Regions from separate parts of the Oryctolagus cuniculus genome. Here region 2 is linked to region 1. A link is a contact called in public Hi-C data. All regions are on one chromosome and are shown on one strand. Each heading gives the region's core, a stretch centred on a gene start, on an enhancer-like site or on the middle of the called end of the contact. The rest is flanking DNA. Distances are from core to core; before and after follow the strand shown. Region 1 overlaps HIBADH (3-hydroxyisobutyrate dehydrogenase). Region 2 holds the start of HIBADH (3-hydroxyisobutyrate dehydrogenase).

Region 1 (5,789 bases), core at 940-3,439:
TTTTAGTTCGCTGATCATTCTTTCCATATTTTGATGGGGGTATGTCATTGAATGATAATATCAATAGAGAATGAAAAAGTATCTCTGTTGATTTTTTTTTAAATAAAACAACCCAAAGCCTTTTCTTTATTCTAGCAAGCCAAAGCAATTCTAAACTTGAAGGTACTACCATAATATCTGGAAATCCCTCTACCTTAAATCAGGTGTCTTCTTGCTAAATCAGGCTACCTTATATTATCTGTTTGTTGTCATGCTATCCTTTTCTAAGTAAGCCTCAACTTCCTCCCTGAAAAGTGAGAAAATATATAATTTACATTTCATGGGGATGCTGTAAGGATTACATATGTTAAAATACACAAATTGCCCAATAGAACAGTCATGACACACAAAAGGTACTAATAAATATCAGTTGCCAGCTTATAGAAAATTCTGTATTATGAAACATTTTCTAAGGTGATTAAAGTAATATTTTGAATCTACTCATTGACCAGGTTGTGTACATTTTTATGCTTTCCACTCTTAGCTCTCAGATTTTTCAAGGAAGAGGGGCTGAGGAGGGAAGCAGCAAGCAAAAAGCCGCATCAGAAACAACACAGTTGTTGCTCTTTCTTTTAAATATCTTTCTAATAAAACCTGATTTTTAATCCTTCTTGTTACTTATTTTTCCCAGAAATATAAAAATTTTCTCTCATTCTTTGTATTTTAGAATCCATATCTAAAACTAAGCAGATCTACTCTGTCCAAACCACTGTTAAACATGGGTATATTTGCTGTTGAACAATTTTCACTATCAGACCTCAGGTCTCTTAAAGAGATTACTGACAACTATGCACTCCTTCACAATTATGAGTTACAAGACTTGAAGGTTTCAAGTTGGTCAGTGTTCTACACAAACACTTTCTCATCCTTTACTCTCATTCCTACCATGCTTCTTAAGCCAGAGAATCTGCTCCCAACTAAACTCTTCTCAAGGTAGTTTGCTTGTCAACAAACCCCAGTGCCTCCCAACACCCACCCTAAGGGACTCCCAGCCTTGTTTATGCGGGAATTGCAAACAATGCACTTCCCACTGCCACATAATTACATCAGCTGCAGCCAGGCCAGAGTGCTAGGCTTTTTCCCCTTCTTTCTTTCTTCTCCCTAGCAAACCCCCCACACCCCTTTTCATTTAAATTACTTTTTTTTTAATTTAAAAGCTTCTGGATGTTTTATTACCTTGGCAGCTTAAACTTTTTCTCTGGATTCACTAAAAAGGTAAGTTTAAACAATTTTTGTCAGGTTAATGTCTTTTTTTTTTTTTTTAAACACACGTATGGGACAACCAGAATCTACAGTGTTAGGTCAGGATGATGATGTGGTATTCTATCACGGGAACGCATGCTGGGGACAATTTCACTGCTTTCTGTAACTTAAACATACAAAAAACAAAAATGTTACTTTCTATGGGGTTACACTGGTTGTGCTCCAAACATTTCTATCAGCAGTTACATCACATGTGATCCTAAAGGATGTAAGAGGGTTTAATGTTTGGTTTTGTTGTTTTCATTCTTTATGCTTATTCATACAGTATTATTCATGCAGATAAATATTAATATATATGTATTATTCATGCAGATATAGAAAGTCATTGTTTCCTTGCCTAAATATCTACAGAAAGTTACTAAAAATATTTAATTTAAAAAAATCTAATGTTGAACATACTATAAAGCCAATGTCAGCATTTCACGGAAAGCCACACTGTCTCCTAGTCAGTTTAGTTGTTTTTTTAATTTCAGATATCTGAAAACCAATTAAGCGTGATAACCTTTGTTAATAAAATTTATAAATAAACTCATCTCCCCAAAACCTGACTTTCAAGAAAATTTCACTGAACATTTTTATCTAAAGTCAAGTCAAATAAGTTATATATATTCCATCTAAAATCAAATGCATTAAATACATTCCAGGGATGTTCTTTAAAAATAAAATATGCAAAGCCTCCCTGACTTATAAAAGATACAAATAATTAAGAATCATTTTAAATTTTAAAACATTTCCACCTATGAGTCTCCTGAAGTATGAGTAAATGGTTTTAATGCTTAACACTGACTTTCTGCTTTCTTTCCCCTTCTTATCCTAGATACCCTCCCAAATGTCCCCACCAACACATACATAAAATAGAGCATTTAGGCGTATTTTAGTACATCCCCCCTCCTCCTCCACTTAGACAGTCTTGCCTTTTATATCTAGGTGGAGGTTCCCATGGCAACACTCACTTACACCAATACTATTTCCAACTGAAATGAGAGAAGCCAAAATTGCAATGCTTCATTACCAAAGAACACATACTCTAATACATAAGGATTTTTTTCCTAATGACTATTATTTTTAATGAAAAAAGTATATTTCTGGAATCTCAAAAAAATAATTATTTAATATTATAGAAACAACTGGAAAATATTGTCATTATAGTCATTTATATATGCATATCATTACATGAGATTTGCATGTGTTTACTCTTATGACATAAAACTGATGCCTAGCCAAGAAGCTTGCTTCAATTATAATTATGAATAGGAAGTGTAATTTTTACTAATCCAGTTTACTGTATCAAATTTGATTTTTTCAAATGTTGGCTCCCTAGCTCACAAAAACCCTGGTGAGAAATTCTAACACAACAAGCCAAGAAACAATTCATGGACCGCAGGAGGCAATTCCAGAACACAGGCATAATCTATAAAGAGAAACCACTACAGCTTTTTGATGTTAAATAAGTAGAAATATTAGCATACAACAAAGCTAAGAAGGAGGCTGTTGTATCAAGTTTAAAAGTAAAATATTCAGGGTCAAATGTCATGAGTACCTTTGTCTAGACTACTTTCAAATGTGAAACCCTCCTAATTTTTAAAACAAAAAAGGCCTCTCTTGTGATACTGTTGGGTGTATATATGTAATTTTAGTACAATTCGTATCTATTCAAGTAATTCAAAATAGAAGGGAGAGAGTAGGTTCATTCTGTTTTTAAGTGAGAACAACAAGGAGGGAGGTCAAACCCTGACTTTGAAAACATTTTCAATCCTTAAACATACTGTGCACATTAAGAAGCTTCAGAGAGGAGGCAAGAGTAAAAAATGAGTAGCACTGCATAAAGCTTTTTGATAAACGACCAAAGCTAAGCATTAAACATCTCTCTGCTTGGTGAATACATTTTTTAAACGAATAAAAATCAATAGAATGTACACTGAACCTTACTTATTCTGACAACCTATCAGCATCTGGATACTTACATTAAATAATTTAATTGTTTCTGCTAGAGTGTATTAACTTATATTTGTGGGCTCATAAAAACACAACATGAATATGTATTTTAATTCTTAAAATCTTTTATAAAATTTATAATGAGCTTTTTGTTTTGTTTTTGCTTTTACATTATCACTGGTTTAAAACGAGCTGATTCAAAAACACTATAAAGACTCCCTGAAAACCAGTACAGGAAACTCAAGAATTTACTTTCCCAAAAGCAGCTTTTAAGACATGAACGTGAACTGCCTAATGAATCTCATAGTCAGGCTTGTGAAAAGGACTGACTTACACCTTTCAAAGTCTTTCCTTCTTTTTAAAATTTCCCATACAGTGAAACCTGTGGACACTTTTTTTTTTAACAAGGGAAGGCGTGGGTGAGTGTGGGAGGGGGCACAGCAGCAGTAGGGGGTTTCGAAATATTTGTCAAGATTTTTATAAGGCTGTAGCCCCTCTTTCAGTGTCTAGGTAAGAAAAGCAAAAAAGTCACTAACTGTTAAGTTTTAAGTTTACTTATAAAAAAAGAAAAAGGCAATCTGTTGCAAATGTTCATTTTAATTTACCTTCATTTCACTATAAATAACCTAAAAACAAATATTTGCAGAGCTCAAAAATCTTTTCAATTCTCTGGAGACATTTACTCAACCTTGTCATTTGGGTGTATTTTTAATCCAACTTCAAAAGCAGTGTCTAGAAAAAGTATTTTGTCCTCTCTCAACAATAAAAAAATGTATTTTAAAACTCTTTTATCACAAGCAGGTTTGGATGCAATGCCACCTGGTGGCACAGATAAACTCTTAACAGCTGAGCAATCATGCTGTTCGAAGTATCAACCACTCGTTCTGATTACTCTTCCTCCTTCTCAAAATATTCATCCCATAGTTTAACAATGAATAATTTTTATTTTAAAATTTAAAGATTTTTCTAACCAATTAATGGCACATATGCACATGGAAATTTCCTCAGCGCTTAAATGTCATGAAAGAAGCAAAACACTTTTTCATAAACCAAAACAACTGGACCAAAGCTTTAATTTTTAAAAGACGAAATACTTTAGAGGGAGGGGATAGGGACGGAGTAACTGGTTGCTTTGTAAAATTACACTGTATAATTAATTCCATGGTAAGAATGTTTTTATGGTGTGTTTTGGTGACCTTTTATTACCATCAAGTTCACAATGCTGGTGGGCTGCCTTTTAATCCCTCCGCAGACAAAGGCCCTAAATAAACACAGATCCCTTCCTGGGAAAAAGTCCACTCTGGTTAAATGGTAAGGAAATGAGTAAATCATTAGTAATCTTTAAAGCCAAAGCTATAAACTCAAGTTACCTTAAGTTGAAATGAAAGTGTCCTGCAAGAGTTTCAAAGTTCTGTCACAGATAGAAATCTCCAGCTCTTGACTCCAGACTAGGCGCCAGCTGATAAACAAACAATTTAAGTCAAGAGCTGGAGAATTCCCAGCTTTTTCATTTAATGGCTTTGGCCAAGAGTATTTATTGCCTCCAGTTTTATTCTCACTTAGCTCTAAGAGGAAATTTAAACTCATCATTATCTTAAAGCCCCATATGGGTAGCAGTCCACTCACCTGATACAACTCCTCTTTACAAGGAACTAGTTTGAGTCTCTACTAGAAGTGATGTAATAACATAAACTAATTCACTACAGTTTTAGGTTGACTTTTTAACAGGCTAAATAAATTTTGTTCAATATAGTTTATATTCCCACTTGGGGTAGTAACAATTCCAAAAAGTTGAATTTTACAGTTTTCAGTACAAACTACCAGCTAAAACGGAAAGGGACAAGGTAACTTCTCTCTCATGCACACCCCTACTCTCCTGCCTGTTCTCCATTCTCCCACTGGTCACTGGTGCGCTTTCATGCTTTGCCTGCTATCTCTTGAATATTATGTAAGGTAACTCTTCTGCACCAAATTAAGACTTTTCCTATTAACATCAAAATAGCGAGTACTGCTCAGTCTATTTCCTAACAGAGTGCAAGATTTAAGATGGAAATGCCTTATCGTGGAAAGCTGTTGATTTTTATGTGCACCAATAAGAATATAAAAGTTTAGCCAAATTAAAGACCACAGATAATCATCAAATCTTTCTAGATGCTATTATTAAAAGTTCACTGTTAGGGATTACAGGCTTTAAAGTCAGAATTACATTGTTGCTCTTAGTCCTTTCTCAAAATCATTTAATTTTAGATAAAAATTTTTAGGTAACATTTTTTGGGTAGAAACAGATATGAAACAGTTACAGTAAACCAATGATGCCTTTTCCTCGAGCTGCTTATCTAATGAAAGAATGCTGCAACGAAAATTTTATAGCCTAAGGCAAAGGGTTAATAAAATGTCATTAGTGCACAGCAAAATTCTTTTCCTCTCATTTCTTAAATTTGCAGAAGTTTTATAAACCTATCTTGGCTAGAAAAGCCAATTAACTATTTCAGTGTCTGCCAAGACTATTTTTCTACTCTTTAAATATATGGACATAGTACATTAAGAATGTT
Region 2 (5,704 bases), core at 56-2,555, 47 kb after region 1:
GAGGCAGTTTCTGCAGCTCAAATAGTGGTGACAACTCCTGGCACGGTCTACGAGTGTCTTTTGACTGCGATCCTGTATTGGACATCTGTTTCCCTCCAACACGTGGTATCTGCTCCTCTCAAAATCATTAAGGAAATACACAGGCTTTACTGGGGGGGGGGGGGGGGGGGGGGCTGGAGAACTGTTGAAGAACTCAAATCCTTTTAAGCAAAAATTTTGGAAAAACATACCAAGGGTGGGTTTTTTATTATTTTTTGTTTGTTTGTTTTTAACTCTGAGTGCCATTTTCCAAACACTGCATGGCTGACATTCGCAAACTTTCACAGGGAGACAGCAGGCGGTGTCCCGCAAGTCAGCCACCTTTTCAGTCCAACAGGCATCCAGGTGTGGCAGAAAAGTGGGGGACCCAGAAAGAATTAGCACTACTTTCTAGACCCCGTGGGGGACACCCCGATTCACTTCTCGGGTTCCTCTTATGAAAAATGCCTGGATTCCGTCTCCAACTATGTCCTCGCAGTTCTAAAACCTGTCCCTGCCCGAAGTCCGTGGCCGGGCTGTGAAACTTACTCTGGTGTCTTGGGGACTACCAACTCTGACGGCGGCGTTCTGGCGAGCAACCTGGCAGGTCGCACGGTGGCAGGTCGGGGTTGGGGGGGAGCCCACCTCACTGACCCAGGGTCACTGCAAACTTCTCCGGGCTGACCTACGGTGCCGCGGCGTCGGCACAGCGTGGTGAGGCCGGACCACCCCCTCAGGGGCTTAGTCCCCAGTCCGGCCCCGCTGCCCCGGGGGCGCTGCAAGGCCTTCACGCGTCCTCGGACCCAAACACTCTTTCCTTCGCCGCAAGCTCTTCCCCGCCCCTTCCTGGGACCTCAAAAGGGCGCTGAATCCTGTTCTTGCGGTCGGGACTGGGGGGCACCAGCGGCGGCCGCAGAGGAGGTCAGGCCTTCGGGTTTCACACCCCAACCCAACCACGGAACGTCCCGTGACAGGACCGCCCCGGCGGCCGGGCGCGAGAGGCAGGCGGCCGGGGCAGGGCCGGAGGGAGGAGGCAGAAGGTCCTTACCCACTGCAAGGCTGGCAGCTGCTGGCCGCGGCCGCTGGCTCCAGTATCGGAGGCCGGAGGCGGCTCCTCGGAGCCATAAGGAGGCTGCCATGCTGCCCCCGCCCCGCCTCCCGCGGCGACCTCCGCCACCTCCCGGCGGGACCCACTGACTGCGAGTATGCGCAGCGGAGCAGGCGGACACGGCCGCGGCGTGGGAGCGCGCACGCACGCGCCCTTGCCTCTCAGAGCGGGCGCCCGCCCGCGATGGGAGGGGCGCAGCGTCGAGGGGTGCGGCCCGGCTGGACAGGGTCCGTCAATCCCCTTACGGACAGAGGAGCTAGCCAATCAGAGCTTCCAAGTCCGCTGCGGCTTCGCGTAACACCAATAGGAGGCACATAGCCCCGCCCCCAGGTTTCCTCCTGGTTTACAGCCTGCGGGCGGGAATGTCCTTGTTTACGATAATGAGGAGGGTGTGTGGGAGGCCGTGGCTGTCGCTCTCTGCCGCCTGCAGGTAGCACCTGCTTCTGCGGAACCGCCCCTTCCGACGGGGTTGTCAAGACGTGTAGTTCCTTATAGTTAGATACTGAAGAGATTTTTAAGCAAGAGCCGAAATCCCCAGCCTTTCCAGTATAGGGATACAGTTTTACTTCAATAACACACTGATCTCCTAATGTTAGCTTTCTGTTTTTAGTATCTACTCTTTGGAAAGCCATCACAGAAATCTACCAATAATTTTTCACGTCATTTGATTGTATTTAACACTTTCTCAACAAATTTGAAAAAGAGTAGGAAGACGAATTGGTAATGTTCTTTTTGAAGAGTAGAATTATTAGGAACTTACATTGTTCCAAGAAATTTTTAAAATCCTCGATCCTACAACCATGTTCTAAGCAAAGACTAAAGGGAAAGCAAAGATGAGAAGTGGCTTCTACCCCTGGTGGGGGGGACAACCACCTACCCCCAAATTCATTTTATTTAGTTGTATTCACTTGCCTAGGGTTGTACTCTCTAAACCTCTTAATCTAAGTAGCAGAATCAACAGATTTGACTTTGACATTGTTTTAGTTCCTCTGCCCAGTCACCCGTGCAGTTGGAGGCAGCTAAAGAGAGAGCAAAAATACTGGATAATTTCCAAGCAGGCTCTCTCAGGGCTCTGTGCATGCTAGCAGTGTTTCCAGGAACTGGTACAGAGTGCAAGGTCGTCTCTGTAACTGGCAGGACCACAATTCCCTTTCCTGGCTGTCTCCCCGCCCTAGCCCTCTACCCCACACCAAACTACTAAAGGAAGGAAAGTGGAGAAGGAAGGTAGGAAAAACTAATTTCAGGTATGGGAGTTTCCTGGAATTGAGTCCTGGCTCCTAGACAACCCATTAGTTTTTTTTTTTTTTTCTTTTTTTCTTTTTTTCTTTTTTTACAGGCAGAGTGGACAGTGAGAGAGAGAGACAGAGAGAAAGGTCTTCCTTTGCCGTTGGTTCACCCTCCAATGGCCGCCACGGCCGGCACGCTGCGGCCAACGCACCACGCAGCACAGCCACGATGGCAGGAGCCAGGTGCTTCTCCTGGTCTCCCATGGGGTGCAGGGCCCAAGCACTTGGGCCATCCTCCACTGCACTCCCGGGCCACAGCAGAGAGCTGGCCTGGAAGAGGGGCAACCGGGACAGAATCCGGCGCCCCAACTGGTACTAGAACCCTGTGTGCCGGCGCCGCGAGGGGGAGGATTAGCCTAGTGAGCCGGCCCCCATTAGTTGCTGGAGCATTTTCCTACCTGTTTCTCTTTTTTGGGTTTCTTTAGCCTGTGTCTGGAATAGACCCTCCTGCAACCAATAAACGCTGCCCTATAGATTTCTGTGATTAACTGCTGAACTGCCCCATGCCTTCCAACAACGCCGGCCTACGTGGCAGAGCTGTTTACAACGCAAGACAGCACACCAGTTGATCGCTGCTGCTCCTAGGGTTTATATCTAATCAGATTGCTTTTGTCAGTTTTATTGTGAGCTACTGTTTTTTTGTTTCTTTGTGGGTTGTTTATAGGGCTCTTTTCTTGAAAATGAGCATTTCTTTACAAAAGGCTGGCTCCTCTGAATGGCGATCTAAGACTAAGGCAGAAAGGGGGGACCGGCTCAGCAAGAGCAGGCAGAGCTCAAGCTGGCCCTGAAGTCTTTTTTGCTTTGCTTCTGTTTCATTTTATTGTAGGTTTTTTTTTTTTTTTGATACATGATGGTAGAGTGGTATTGAAAGTTTATTTTGCTCAGCTGTGATCAGAGGATAAGTCATAAGTCTCCCTATACCATGCAGACTGCTATCCCCTCTTTTTTCTTTCTTTCTTTTTTTTTTAATTTGACAGGTAGAGTTAGACAGTGAGAGAGAGAGACAGGTCCTCCCTCCGCTGGGTCACCCCCCAAATGGCCACTACGGCCGGAGCTACGCCGATCCAAAGCCAACAGTGAGGCACTTCCTCCTGGTCTCCCATGCGGGTGTAGAGGCCCAAGCACCCGGGCCATCCTCTACTGCCCTCCCGGGCCACAGCAGAGAGCTGGACTGGAAGAGGAGCAGCCGGGACTAGAACCCGGCACCCATATGGGATGCTGGAGCCTCAGGCAGAGGATTAGCCAAGTGAGCCATGGCGCAGGCCGCTACTATCCCCTCTTGGAAGCCCAATATTGAGTCACACATTGAGAAATTTTCATAGGTTTCTGATAAGCATGTATTTTTTTTTAGCAACTCTTACTGTTTGAAGACACTTGAATCTATTATTGTATTCACAACAGCTGTTATTATGTGTGACCAGCTTTGCCTTCCAGATACCATTGTATGAAAGTTTGCAACTTCTCCCTAAGTCTTGCCACACATTTTTGTTTGGAATTGGGTTTCAGTGCATTTTAATGGCCTTTGACTTCCACTTCCAGGAAGATAGAGTAGATGTATTTTCCCCTACTCCCCCTACTTATCACAATTAAACACTTGGACATTAAGTATAAAATAAATAAGAAGACTCTGAGGGATCAGCATTGTGATCTAGTGGGTTAAGCTGCCACCTGCGATGCCAGCATCCCATATGAATGCTGGTTGGAGTCCTGGTTGCTCCACTTCTGATCCAGCTCCCTGTTAATGCACCTAGAAAGGCAGCAGGAGATGGTTCAAGTGCTTGGGCCCCTGCCATCAACGTGGGAGACCCTGATGGAGTTCCAGGTTCTGGATTATGCCTGGCCCAGCCCTGCACATTGTAGGCACTTGGGGAATGAAACAGCAGATGGAAGATCTGTCTCTCTGTCTCTTCTCTCTGTAACTACCTCTAAAATAAATCAAATAAACCTTTAAAAGAAGAAGAAGACAATGACAAGGTGGAAAGCAGTCATACCAGCTGGGGACTTCAGGACCCGAAGAGGAACACTGTGGTAAACCTTGGGTCTTCACTGAGCCTTTTCTATCCCAGACTGGGTGTTAGAGACGCTGAAAACCAGAAACCTGAAAGTGCCAAGGGGTGTAGACAAAACATGTTCAATAAAAGTCTGCACTTTCAGCCGGCGCCGTGGCTCAATAGGCTAATCCTCCACCTTGCGGCGCCGGCACACCGGGTTCTAGTCCCGGTTGGGGCGCCGGATTCTGTCCCGGTTGCCCCTCTTCCAGGCCAGCTCTCTGCTATGGCCAGGGAGTGCAGTGGAGGATGGCCCAGGTGCTTGGGCCCTGCACCCCATGGGAGACCAGGAAAAGCACCTGGCTCCTGGCTCCTGCCAGGATCAGCGCGGTGCGCCGGCTGCAGCGGCGGCCATTGGAGGGTGAACCAGCGGCAAAGGAAGACCTTTCTCTCTCTGTCTCTCTCTCACTGTCCACTCTGCCTGTCAAAAAAAAAAAAAAAAAAAAAAGTCTGCACTTTCTAGCTTTTCATCAAAAGATAAAAGAAAGGCAACATAGCAAGACAACAAACCCATGAAAGATTAAGCATTTCTCTCTCTCTCTCTCTCTCTCTCTCTCTCTCACACACACACACACACACACATACATACACACTATGGCTCCCAGCCCACAAAACCAAGGTCAAGTGGAGAACCTAGACTTCCAGACTCTTCAGGTTATGATGAGACACTCAACATCCTAACCCTAAACCCATAAGAGTGGTGTCATCAAAATTCAAGTAGAGAGCTGGAACTTTGATCCTTAACACCAGGCAGTAGCAAGTACTCCTCTACACACGTGCTCCCCATTCCCTTGGTGTCAGCAGAACAGCTGCACAGCTCCTGTGACAGTCAGATGGGCAAACAGGCACTTAGGTTGGTCTTGGTTGCAAAATGCTTACTTCCCCCAAATTTATCTTTAGCGAGATCAAAGTGCCAATCCCACTGCATGCTTCTCCCCAAAAGCTTCCTTTAGCAAGACAAAAGTACCTATCCCACTCCCAGGAAGTTTCTGGTTAAGAAGTCAAGGATTCCACCTTCCACCCTTCTGAGGTTTGCTGTTGTTTGTCATTATGAGCAAGCTAGACAGGACAGGCAAGGCTACAAATCCAGCCTTTTGATGGGTTTTGTTTTGGTCCTTTAACTGTTAGCTGCTGTTCTGTTTCTTTTCTTTTTTCCTTTCTTCCAAAAATGTGCTTAAAAGACTCGGACCCTCACAGTTCCTGGGGTCTGCCTCTCCTAGAGCCCCCTCCTGGCTGCTGCAGCA

Evidence for each region. Hi-C and Micro-C count contacts between places; a contact is called where the count stands out from the background.
Region 2: a contact with region 1 is called in a Hi-C map of liver, with 3 times the contacts expected there. The contact joins the promoter of HIBADH here to the enhancer-like site in region 1.

The regions. Positions count from the first base shown.
Region 1 is chr16:19,199,207-19,204,995 of mOryCun1.1, forward strand. The region is part of intron 4 of HIBADH (3-hydroxyisobutyrate dehydrogenase); the gene reads right to left. Among named protein-coding and RNA genes, the nearest start is that of HIBADH, 46 kb to the right of the region's middle. Within about 2 kb of position 2,190, at least 2 of the 8 cell types and tissues checked have an H3K27ac peak or open chromatin away from gene starts, as enhancers often do.
Region 2 is chr16:19,246,743-19,252,446 of mOryCun1.1, forward strand. It overlaps HIBADH (3-hydroxyisobutyrate dehydrogenase), which reads right to left and starts at 1,306. Exons shown (of 8, transcript XM_002713730.5): 1 at 1,067-1,306. The coding sequence starts at 1,157.